Regions from separate parts of the Sus scrofa genome. Here region 2 is linked to region 1. A link is a contact called in public HiChIP or PLAC-seq data. All regions are on one chromosome and are shown on one strand. The core of a region is the stretch at or near the end of the contact, and the rest is flanking DNA. Distances in the headings are between cores, read along the strand shown.

Region 1 (6,131 bases), core at 2,404-4,903:
GAGCCCAGGACATATCCCAACATCCAGCAGGCCTCACTTGCTCAGCAACAGATAGAAAACAAGACAGGTAGCAAATACAAGTATGAGAAGTAGCTGGGGACTGTTTTCCAATTGATACGGTGGCAAGTGCAAATTCCGCATGAATTCTGAATCAAGTTTGGGGGTTGAATGGACGCCAGTTAACATGGAAAACTTGCTGAGGGCTTCCTGGAGGTGGTGATTTTGAGCCAGCGAGAGGGGTGCTGTGGACATGGATTTGTGGAGGGGAAGGGAAGTGGGAGGAATGATTCAAGGCAGTTCCTGGGCTGTAACCGCACGGGGATCCACCCTACCTGGACCTCTGATTTGCTCCCCGGCTTCTTAGGGCACTTTGACATGCAGCCAGGGCTGAGAACTGCACTGACACTCCTGTGTTCTAGGTATTCTCAGTAAGAGCAGTATCTACCTTTCAGAGGTGCCCTTCTGTGCCCGGCCCCCTTGGCATCTGTACTATCACATTTACACTCCAGTGAGCAGTGGCATTCCCATTTTGATGGGGAGGAAAGCTGGGGTCAAGGGCACAAGTGGTTTGTTAGCACAAAGTCCCGCTGGTATAGGAAGTGCTGGTGGCTGTCATGCCTGCTTTCAAAGACTACACTGTGTCCCCCACAGCCTGAGCAGCTGCCCTGGGCTCCAAGACAGCCCCACACTGCTCCTCAAAGCCCCCTGAGATCTGCTGGAGCAGGGGGATTGGAAAGCCATGGTTGTATATGGTTCTTTTCTGGGACTGCAGAAGCCACCTGGGGTGGCGAGGAGTGGGACGGGCTCCTGCCATTCCATGTGCAAGACCACGGGCTCCGGAGGACCTGGCTCTCCTGCCGTTAAGGCTTGTGACACGTCTCAAAATCCAAAGGCCTGGCTGTCCTGCCGTTAGGCCAGCTGGGTCTCTGTGACCTGGGCACCCTCACTGGATTGAGACGTGGAAGGTTTAGTGTTATATAAAAAGGAGGAAATAAGGGACAGAGGATGTTTCCTTAAAGTGACAAAAATATTTTAAAAATAATTTTTATTAAAAAAGACTTGTTGGGGTTCCTTGGTGGCCTAGCGGTTAAAGGAGCTGGTGCTGTCACTACTGTGGTGGAGGTTGATACCAGGCCCCAGAAACTTCTGCACGCTCTGGGTACGGCCCCAAAAAAACAGACCCCAAAACTTATCTACTTAACTGGAAAAATCATACAGGCTTGGCAAAAGAAACTTGGGAAACCAAAATGTAAAGATGAAAACAGTTTCATTCCATTCCTGTTGATGTCTAGGCTTTCCATCTTTTTTCTACAAATATGCATGTGCACACACATCTAACATGTGTGGTAGAAGAGTTCAAACTACTCTGTAAAAAAAAAAAAAAAAAAAAAAAAGTGCTTTTATACCCTGTTGTTAAAAGTCATTTATTTGAGGGGGGAAGAGGAGCTATCTTCCTGAGGTGAAACTGGGTGGGGACGAGATATTTGGAATCTGAGCTGATTCTATAGCAAGTCCCTGGGAAGGGCTTCTGGGTTCTGTTTCGCTTTGGAAAACTCTGCCTCGGGGCGGAGTTGGGGGGAACGTGGGGTGGGGGAATTGCTCATAACTATCATAACGGATGCTCAGCACAGTCTGTGGGTCTCTGCTCCCAAAAGGCTCCCGCGAAAGCCGTGTTTTCCTAAATGAAGGAGCGTGAAGCTGAGGGGAGTGTGTTTGGAACAAGACTGCACATTAACTTGAAGACTTCCTCCGCAGCTTTGGCTTTGTTAAGCACCCCTTGGCTTTATCGCCAAGTTGTCTGAACAGCCTGCTTTCAGCACTGGCTCACCAGGAAAACCTCAGGGAGCCTCAGCTCCTCCCCACAGCGGGCAGCACTCCATGCCCTGGAGGCTGCTGATAGGGCAGCATGGATTTGGGGGCACAGCTGGAACCTTAGAAGGACGGGAAAATCCTCCCTGAGCCTCACATGAGATGATCTGACATCCACGAGTCTCATCTAAAGGAGAGCGTCTCAGGTCTTCGTTCAGGTCCTGTTGACTCTTGGTTTACACGCAGTTCTGACAGTTTTGGTTTTTCAGTTCACAGCCAGTTTGAAGTGCTGGTGGTAGAGGCTGTGGAGTAATGGGCAGCAAGAAGCCATGGCTAACAGCCAGGGAGGAAACAAACATGATACTAAACACGAAACCACAGCACGGTGATTGGGAACCACCAAGCGTGGGGGCCACAGCTCCCCACACACCACACTAGGGGCATCCCTGTGCTACAGGGTGGTGACGCAGTTAGTGATCGTAATGACCCCAAAGTATCAAGCAAAAAACAAAGTTTGGCCAGCATATTCACTGCCGAAAGTGTTAAACGTTTTAAAAGAATTTCATCCGATGGAGTTCCCGTCGTGGCGCAGTGGTTAACGAATCTGACTAGGAACCATGAGGTTGCGGGTTCGGTCCCTGGCCTTGCTCAGTGGGTTAACGATCTGGCGTTGCCGTGAGCTGTGGTGTAGGTTGCAGATGCGGCTCGGATCCCGCATTGCTGTGGCTCTGGCGTAGGTTGGCAGCTACAGCTCTGAATAGACCCCTAGCCTGGGAACCTCCATATGCCACGGGAGTGGCCCAAGAAATGGCAAAAAGACAAAAAAAAAAAAAAAAAAAAGGAATTTCATCCAAAATGATCCCTTAAGTTTGGGGGCTTTGTTACTTGGAAAATACATAATTGGAGAGGTTGTCTTCTGCTTTAATTCAGCTCTGCTCCTGTGGCCCAGCGGTGTGCCCAGCTGGCCAGCCCAGGAGAGGCGAGAGCAGTACTGGAGGCATTTCTTTAGCCTAGACTCCAAGGCTGCTATGGGACAGAAGTTGTAGGAAGCAGGAAGGGGGAGGTGATCTTACAGAGAGCTGGTTTCTTCAGTGGCTTTTTGTCTGAAGAATTCCCCTGGGAGGTCTCAGTTCAGTTTCGGTTGGTTTGCTGCTGTGTGGACTTGTTTTTTCAGTCCTTTACGCTGTATGTATCCATGGAGGGCCTGCTCTGTGCCAGGGACTGTGCTAGGAACTGTGTGTGCAGCAAGGAAAGCAGCACCTGTCCACCCAGGAGGCTGGAGGGAGGTAAATGCCAGGAAAGGAATGCAACAGGTGATGGGCTAAGAGTGCCTGGGAAGAGCCCACTTCGGGTCAAGTGGTCAGGGAGGGCCCCCTGAAGAGGCAGCTGAGATCTGAGCGGCCAAGGGGAGCCTGGTGAGAAGGGGCAGGACCTTTCAGGGAGAGCTAATGGCAGGTGCAAAGGCCCTGGGGCTGGAATCCACCCTCTGTGTCGGGGGAGGTCTGTGTGGCTGGAGTGGAGTGAGGGAAGGAAGTGACAGAAGCTAAGTTGGGAGGGACTGGCTGGGGCTAGACCCTGAGGCTGGGGTAACCAGTTTAATTTCAACCCTGTGCTATTTATAAAATGTGCCAGCTAGACTAAGGACCTCTTGAAAGCTGGGCACCTTGGCTCTGATCCCCAGCTCCAGCTGTGCCCGTCATTCATCAGCCAGGCAGAGAACATGGATGACTGCATGCAGAGTGATCTCAGTTACTAGAAAGTCAGCTGCAAACCCTCGGTCTCCTGACCATGGCTCATCATTTGTACCCAGATGGCCTGCCTCCCCTCCCCCTTCCCTACCCCTCCCTGCCCATCACTTCCTGGATGCTGAGTGACAATGCAGATGCACTGTCATTGTCACTGCATGTCAGGTCAGCCAGGAGGGGGAAGTGGGAACTGATGTTTCAGTTTGACCTCCCATCCTGGCCCACGTGGATCCTGTTTCCTGGTGGGGCCTCTGTGGCCTCATCAGTAACGTGGGGCTTTTGGCAAACTCTGCTGCCTCCCCAAGCTACACACAGAGCCACCCGCAAGCCTTCCATGCCCCTGTGTTTAAGAAAAATCACCCCCTGATGGCAACCTTGTTTCCTTAGACCTGATTTTTTTCTCTTTTCTTTGACTTTAGAATTTAGTGGTTATCAAACTTTAGGCAAGATGTGGTCCTTCTCTGAGCCTCAGTTTCCTCATTTGTGAAATTCAGGTTACAATGAGGCAGTCATGAGGATGAAACACAGTGAGGTGCTTAACTTAGTGCGGTGCCTGGTGTGCAGTCAGCTCCCCAGAAGAGGTAACTGTGCCTGTCCTTTAGAATGTCACAGGAAGATGTGCCTTGGCCTCACGCAGTCATTCTTACCTGGGGGTGGATTGTGCTCCTTAGGGGACCCTGGGCCGTGTCTGGAGCCATTTTTGGTTGTCACAGTTGGAGTGGGAATGCTACCCCTGGCACCTAATGGGCAGAGGCCAGGATGCTGCTAAATACCCTGCAGTGCACGGGACCGCCCCCTCCCCCTCCCAACAGACGCATCTGGTCCAAGATGTCAGTAGCGCCAAGGCTGAGGAACCCTGGCTTAATGACTTCTGAAAACGAGATAGTCCACGTGCCTTAGCTTCACTGAGCCCCCAGGCCCTACCTTTTAAAAAAGCAGCAAATGATAGATGTCAGTTTTCTACACTTTAGTGAATCCTGGGAAACCAGTAGGACTGAACCTCGTTTACACAATGTCATTGTGTGTGCGTCTCATTTGACTCTCAAGTTGTCTGGGGAAGGAGGGACCCAACACCTCAGTTTACGAGAGAAAGTTCCCTCGAGGGAAGGAAGGTGACCTGACTGCCCGAGGTCGCAGAGCTGGGAGGGGAAATGGAGCCTGAGCCCAGGGCTTCCGGTTCAGCTGGACCCTTCCTGCCCCACCACTCGTGGGGCTCCTGGGACAGCAGCGTGGTCTCTGGCATTTAAAGACCAACCAATGCTCTCCCCTGGCTTCTCTTTTCCCACCTTCGCCTCCTTTCCTCAGTTCTCATCTCCCATACAACCAGCCCTTGCTGATTCTAGAACATTCCCTCCAGTCACTCAGGCGCTGAGAGGCACCCACAACATGAAGGGGTCAAATTAGTCACAGCAGCCTGACATGCCTTTCTTTTGTACAAGAAATGGCAATGCCCGCCTGTGCTGGCCCTGTCAGCTTGGTGGCCTGAACACATGTGTCCTATTCACCCTCACGGCTAGAACTCCAGGGAGGAAGGCCAGCACAGGAACCCACTAAACCAGCACTAGCCATGAGCACATCCTGTTACTGCTCCACCCAGCATTCTGGACAAGTTAACTTTTAAAATTGTCATTTTTGCTGTGCCTGCAACACATGGAAATTCCCTGGGCCAGGGATTGAACCTGTACCACAGCAGTGACCTGAGCTTCTGCAGTGACAATGCCTGGATCGTTAAGTTACTGTTCCACAAGGGCATGCCTTAAAGTTTTTTTAATTGTTAAATTACTACATGAAGTGAAAAGCTAACACCACCCAGTTCCTGCCTCTTCCCTCTCACTTTCTGCCTTATGTTGTATATCCTTCCAGAACCTTCCCTGAGTATTTGAAAATAGAACACCTTGAACTCTGCTCAGTGACTTGAGGTTGTGCCATGTGAAAGATTTAAAACAGAATTCTGCTCCTACAAGTGTCTGGGCCCCAGTTCACACACCTTTCTATCTCTAAAGCCTCTGGTTTGAATTCCATAGCCTAGCAGGATGGGTTCCCTGGACCAGCAGGGAAATTGGAGAAGACAGAAGTCAAAGTCATTGCAAATGGCAACTTGAGGTCATTGCTTTCTCAGACCATGAAAGAGAAGGCCGCAGGTTTCTTCCAGAAATCTTAGGGGCCCCGGTGTCTACACTTCCTGAGGATTTTGAGTGTTGCTAGGACGCTAAGCCGCCCGGGCTTCGAGGTCGATGCTAAGTCTGGTCTGGGGAGGGCAGAGTGGAGGCGGCCTTCTCCACGGAAAAGGAAGTCCTCCACCTCTGATGTTTAAAAGAAAAAAAATTGAAAGACTTCAGTGAGATGTCAGCGCTCCCAGCCACATCCTTGACAGAAAGGAACCATATGCACAGGCCCCTTTTTAGCACTGTCGTTTCTTTGAATTTCCCCAGAACCCAAGAAGTGAGAAGCGCTTCCTTTTTAGACCTCAGTAAGAGGGGCGGACCAGCTGGCGAGGACCCAGAGGTGGGGGAGGGGCTGCCCTGTCTATGGGGGTCGTTTAGGTGTCCCCTTTCTCCAAGTCTGCAGTGGTGGCTG
Region 2 (6,317 bases), core at 1,447-3,946, 300 kb before region 1:
GCTGCCAGTGTACTCCACAGCCACAGCAAAGCCAGATAAGGGCTTCGTCTGTGACTTCCACCACAGCTCATGGCAACGCTGGATCTTAACCCACTGAGCGAGGCCAGGGATCAAACCTGCATCCTCATCGATACTAGTTGGATTTGTTACAGGTGAGCCACAATAGGAACTCCACATATTTCTAGTTTTTTTGTGTGTTTTTGTTTGTTTTGTTTTTTTGTCTTTTGGCCTTTTTTAGGGTGCTCCCTTGATATATGGAGGTTCTCAGGCTAGGGGTCTAATCAGAGCTGTAGCCACAGCAACAGCAACGCAGGATCCGAGCCGTGTCTGTGACCTACACCACAGCTCACAGCAACGCCAGATCCTTAACCCACTGAGCAAGGCCAGGGATCGAACCCGCGCAACCTCATGATTCCTAGTCAGATTTGTTAACCACTGCACTGCGATGGGAACTCCATATTTCTAGTTTTAATTGACCATCGTCCTTTGGAGAAAACTTTCTCTGAAGTAGTGGGAAAACAGACATTGCCCAGGAGTTAGGAGTCCTGTGTTTTAGTTGTTCACTTTTTACTAACTACCAGAATAACTTGAGGCAAGTACTCTTGGTCTCAATTTATCTGATGAAGGAGTTGCTTAAAAGTTCATTTTCTGATTTAAAACGCTAAGATGATATTATTGTTACTGTAATGTCAAGACTCATGTCATCTGCCTTTTTGGTGTTATTTAGTCCTAACAGTGATTTTGTGTGGTCTCCTGTTAGGTCTATGAAGACTGGGATTGTTTTAAAGTGAATGATGTTCTTGAATTGTATGGCATACTGTCTGTGGATCCTGTGCTCAGCGTACTGAATAATGATGAAAGGTACGTTTGCTCTTTTTTAGTAACCTTTAATTTTGATACAGTTTTAAATTTTGAGAAAAGTTGCAGTATAGTTATAAAGAATTCCCTTTTCCTCTTCATCCAAACTTACAAGTTGTTAATACTATGCTCCATTTGTTTTGTCATTGATTTGTGCTTACACACATGCATTTTTATACATAGGTACATTTTTTGAGAGTAAGTTGCGGAAGTCATACTTGCATCCATATTTCCTACAACGACTTTCTCATATATAATCAGAGTATTGCTGCAAAAATTGGACATTTGCCAAGAATACACTAACCACAAAACATTTAATTTTACTAATTATCTTGTTCTTTCTGACAGTCTTTTTGGTCTAGGCTCCATAGGATCACTGGTTGTATTAACCTGGAACTGTCTTTTTTTGGCCTTTATGGCCTTGACACTTTTTTAACTCATTTTTCTTTTTGGCATATGGAGTTCCCTAGCCAGGGGTCATATTCACACTGCAGTTGTGACCTACACTGCAGCTGCAGCAATCCTTTTTAACCCGCTGTGCTGGGCCAAGGATTGAACCTGTGTCCTGGTGCTGCTGTGGCACAGTGGGAACTCCGACACTTTTTTTTTTTTTTAATTTACACAACAAAAATTCATTGTGAGGATTCACAGTTCTGTAGTCTGAGAAGTTCAAGATTAAGGCCCAGCAGACCCAGCAGGTAGTGAGGGCCAGTTTGCAGGTGGCTGTCTTACTGTGTCCTCAGGTGGCAGAACAGGGCCTTGACACTTTGAAGACTGCAAGCCAGTTATTTTGTAGACTGTCTCTCAGTTTGGGTTTGTCTGATGTTTCCTTTTGATTAGATTCCAGTTTTGCGTTTGGGGCAGGAAACCACAAGGTGCGGTGTCCTCAGCATATTCCATCAGAGGGCGCAGTACCCCATTACTGCTGAAGTCGGTTTTGATCCCTTGGTTAAGGTGGTGTTTGCCAGGTTTCGCTCCCATAAAGTTACTATTTTTTACTTTGTAGTTAACAAGTAATTTAGAGGGAAATGCTTTGAGACCACATAATTTCCAGTTTCTTATTTAACTTTCACCCACTTATTTTAGCATGTTGATGATTCTTGCTTGAATCAAGTGTTATGATGGTGATTTTCTATCCCAGTCACTCCTCCTACATTTATTCTTTGGCATTCTACTGTAAGGTTTCTCCTCTCTCCCGAGTAATTTGTTCAAGTAATTTGTTTATATCAGTGTGGTTGTTAACCTGTTATTTCTAATGAGATCATATTTTCCCATATTTGGCTTGTGGGAGCCACTTTAAGCAGGCTCTGGATCCTTTTTGATATGACCTTATCGTCGGGGGCGGCGGGGTTGGGGGGGCCGCGCATGCCCAGGGCATGAGAAAGTTCCTGGGCCAGGGATTGAAGCTGCACCTCAGCACTGACCCAAGCTGCTGTGGTGACAGCACTAGATCCTTAACCCACTATGCACAGGAGAACTCTGACCTTATTATTTTTAAACATGTATTTTTGGACACCCTAAGCTATTTCAGCCTCATCTTGTACTTCTCATCCGTCAGTCTCAAAGGAGCACTGGTTTCTTTAGTGAGGAATTATATTTAAAAATCAAGATCTAGAGTTCCTGTTGTGGCTTAGTGAGTTAAGAGCCCCACATGGTATCTGTGAGGATGTGGGTTTGATCCCTGCCCTGGCTCAGTGGGTTAAGGACCTGCGTTGTTGCAAGCTGCAGTGTAGGTTGCAGATGTGGCTCAGATCCAGTGTTGCTGTGGCTGTGGTGTAGGCTTCAGCTGTATCTCTGATTCAGCCCCTAGCCTGGGAACTTCCATATTCCACAGGCGTGGCCCTTTAAAAAAAAAAAGAAGAAGGAAAAATCAAGATCCGAATGTCACCGTGGTTATTGGTACTGTGCTGGCATCACTTCCCTGCTGTTTTAACTGGCAGATCTCAGAAATAAGTATATACATAATTACACACACGCATACACATTTGTATACACGCATGTATCTATAGGTCTTTGTGTTATTTCCAAGTCTATATATCAAAAACCATGAGTACACACGGCCTTTCTGGTTCCACATTAGTTCAGCTCCACAACTAGGTGTCGTTCTAGTTTTCCTCCTTTCCATACTTGTAATTCCCTGTTCTGACAGAAGGAAACTTCCAGAATGCACAGTATGTTCATTTGCTCAGTTCTACACACAGTAGGTTCCCTTTACCTTGGTCTTGCTTTCTATGGTTACAGTTACCTGTAGTCAAACTCAGTCTGAAATATTAAGGGGAAGTTCCAAAAATAAATTATTCATAAGCTTTAAATTGCATGCCATTGTTAATAGTATGATGAAATCTCGCACCGTCCCCATCCGTTCCACCCAGCACGTGAATCGGCCTTTTGTACCCTATCCCACCCATTAGCCACTTAGTAGCCACCTGGGCTAGCAGATTGTCACCGTGTCATAGGGCTTATGTTCCAAGAAACTCTTATGTTACTTAATAATGGCTCCAAAGTGTAAGAGTACTAGCAATTTGGATATGCCAACGAAATGTCATTAAGTGCTATTTTTAAGTGAAAAGGTGAAAGTTCTCAGCTAATTAATAAGAAAATAATTATCTGCTGGAGTCACTAACATCTACCCTAAAAACAACAGAAGGTTCTGTGAAATTATCAAGAAGGAAAAAGAAATTTGTGCTAGTTTTGCTTTTGCATCTCAACCTGCCAAAGTTTACAGCCATAGTTGTGATAAGTGCTTAATTAAGAGGGAAAAGTCATTAAATTTGTACAGTAAGGTATTTTGAGACCATATTCACATAACTTTAATTCCAGTGTATCATTATAATTGTCCTTTTTTTTTTTTTTTTTTTTTTGTCTTTTTGCTATTTCTTGGGCTGCCCCTGTGGCATATGGAGGTTCCCAGGCTAGGGGTCTAATCGGAGCCGTAGCCACCGGCCTACGCCAGAGCCACAGCAACGCAGGATCCGAGCCGCGTCTGCAACCTACACCACAGCTCACGGCAATGCTGGATCGTTAACCCACTGAGCAAGGGCAGGAACCGAACCCGCAACCTCATGGTTCCCAGTTGGATTCGTTAACTGCTGCGCCACGACGGGAACTCCAAATGTCCTATTTTTATTATTAGTTATTGTGGCTAATCTCTTACTGTGCCCAATTTATGAATTAAAACTCTTATCATAGGTATGTGTGTATGGGAAAAGACAGAGTATATGTGGGGTTCAGTTCTATCCACAGTTTCAGACATCAAACACTATGGGTCTTAGAACATATTCCCTGCAGATAAGCGGGGGACAGCCGTTCCAGAGAAGATGTTTGCAGAATTGGTAGTGCATACCACTGCAAAAAACAAGCCTAATAACTTGAGTTCAGTTTTTGTTTTGTTTTTGTCTTTTGTAAGGCCGAACCCATGGCATATGGAGGTTCCCAGGCGAGGTGTCCAATCGGAGCTTTAGCTGCCGGCCTATGCCACAGTCACAGCAACTCGGGATCTGACCCTCATCTGCGACCTACACCACAGCTCACGGCAACGCTGGATCCTTAACCACTGAGTGAGGCCAGGGATCAAACCCTCAACCTCACGGTCCCTATGGTCCCTAGTCGGATTTGTTAACCACCGAGCCATGGTGGTTCCCATCAGTTTTTGATTCAGGCTCTTTTTAGTTTTGAGTGAGAGTGTGTAGTCAGGGTGCTATGTTGCAAAGTTGCTTAGGTAACTTCTTCCTCCTTCAGTGCTGTATTGTTACTCGTTATTCATTTTACGTAGTTAGGTTCATTTGTTTCCTTTGTGTTTCACTTTAGAGCTTTTCTTCCATCCTTACTGTTTCTGTACTTAAAAGAGTAAGCATAGGAAACATGAATGTTGTTGCCAAAATCAAAACTGTACAGAAAGAATGTCTGAATGTCCTTCCCCACCACCCTCATCCCTTTGAACCCTGCTTCCAGCCATCCTCTACAGGGAGCCAGCCTCAGTTCCTGCTTTTATCTGCTCTGTACCTCTTTTTTGCAAAAATAGATACATTTATATTTTTTCTTTTTTTTCTTTTTGGGGCCACACCTGTGGCATATGGAGGTTCCCAGGCTAGGGGTTGAATCGGAGCTGCAGCCACCGGCCTACACCACAGCCACAAAAACACAGGATCCAAAGTGCATCTGTGACCTACATCACAGCTCACAGCAACACCGCATCATTAATCCACTGAGCTAGGCCAGGTATTCAATCCACATCGTCATGGATACTAGTTGTGTTTGTTACTGTTGAGCGATGGGGGAGCTCCTCATTTATTCTTATATAAAATGGGGCGTGGTATATATACTCTGTTACACATTTTTCCCCCACTTAGTATAGTCTGAAAATTCAGATTATCCTCTTTTTTGTTTTGTTTTGAAGTTGGCAAAAGAAAGGCATTGAATTCTGCCCCTCCAATAGAATTTTTTTGTTAAATATTGGACATTCCTCTTGGTTTCTCCATTGGATGACCATTTTTCACACTAAAAAAATGATACAAAACAAAAATTTTTAATAACTTTAAACATAAATAACAGTTTCATAACAATAGTATACAAAATTGCTTGTCTTGGCTATTTCTGTTATGATGAATTTCATGTTCGAGTTACTTCATTTATGAAGGCATTTTAGTGCACAGACCAAGTACTTACTGCCTGTATGACTTTCAACTTACCTTCTACAGTGGCTTGATTTCCATTGCAAATGCAGGTGGTGTGAGGTTTCATGAATTTGTGTGTGCAAAACGAAGAGTGTCGCCCAGAGCCTGGTGCACTCTACCTAAGGGTTGTTGGTCTCATCCTTATATTTAAGGAAGATGATTTATGAATTGATGACTCTGTGAAGTCTGAGGATCTCAAAACAAAAGAATAGAATTTGGGGAAAACAGTGGGTCTGTGCGAGCTGGAGCTTTCTTGCCTCTCGGCAGGGATGCCTCTTCGTTGCTGGACCCGATGGAGTGTGCAGACACAGCTGAAGAGCAGAGGGTGCACAGTCCTCCCGCCTCCTTAGTGCCAAGGATCCATGTGGTTTTAGCCCAGAAGTTGCAGCACATCAACCCCTTACTGCCTGCCTGCCTCAGCAAGGAGGAGAGCAAAACCTGTAAGTGTAAGTGCTGAAGCCTCATGGCCCAGAGACTGTCACCAGCGTGCGGGGGTCCATCAGGTCCTCAGTCGTCATGATCTGTTTCTCCAGCCATCGCCCTTGCTTTGCCCCTTTTTCCTCTGTGTTAATTCTCTTCATTAAAATGAGGTTCCTCAAGCTATATGTCCTTCCTTCCTTCCTCCCTCCCTCCCTTCCATCTGTCTTATTTTGGCAGTTGGCATCACTTACCAATATTTTAGGTCCACACTGGTTGTCTGTGACATATAGTGCTTTGTTCCACAGTTATTTTTTAACTTAAGAGACGCAAGAGGAACCAGTGTGTATTCTGAATTTGGTTTCCCTT

The links. HiChIP or PLAC-seq counts read pairs in DNA pulled down with a chosen protein or histone mark.
Region 2: a contact with region 1 is called in an H3K27ac HiChIP or PLAC-seq map of alveolar macrophages. The contact joins two enhancer-like sites. A contact is called at or near these places in 2 of 2 datasets of contacts at active chromatin or transcription factors (alveolar macrophages and skeletal muscle).

What each region holds. Positions count from the first base shown.
Region 1 is chr14:129,393,108-129,399,238 of Sscrofa11.1, reverse strand. All of the region lies in intron 4 of RGS10 (regulator of G-protein signaling 10), which reads left to right. Among named protein-coding and RNA genes, the nearest start is that of RGS10, 28 kb to the left of the region's middle. Within about 2 kb of position 3,653, at least 22 of the 83 cell types and tissues checked have an H3K27ac peak or open chromatin away from gene starts, as enhancers often do. A contact at or near this core is called in alveolar macrophages, where this site is marked.
Region 2 is chr14:129,687,645-129,693,961 of Sscrofa11.1, reverse strand. MCMBP (minichromosome maintenance complex binding protein) reads left to right here. Exons shown (of 16, transcript NM_001243591.1): 8 at 761-861; 9 at 5,799-5,977. Among named protein-coding and RNA genes, the nearest start is that of MCMBP, 51 kb to the left of the region's middle. Within about 2 kb of position 2,696, at least 1 of the 83 cell types and tissues checked has an H3K27ac peak or open chromatin away from gene starts, as enhancers often do. A contact at or near this core is called in alveolar macrophages, where this site is marked.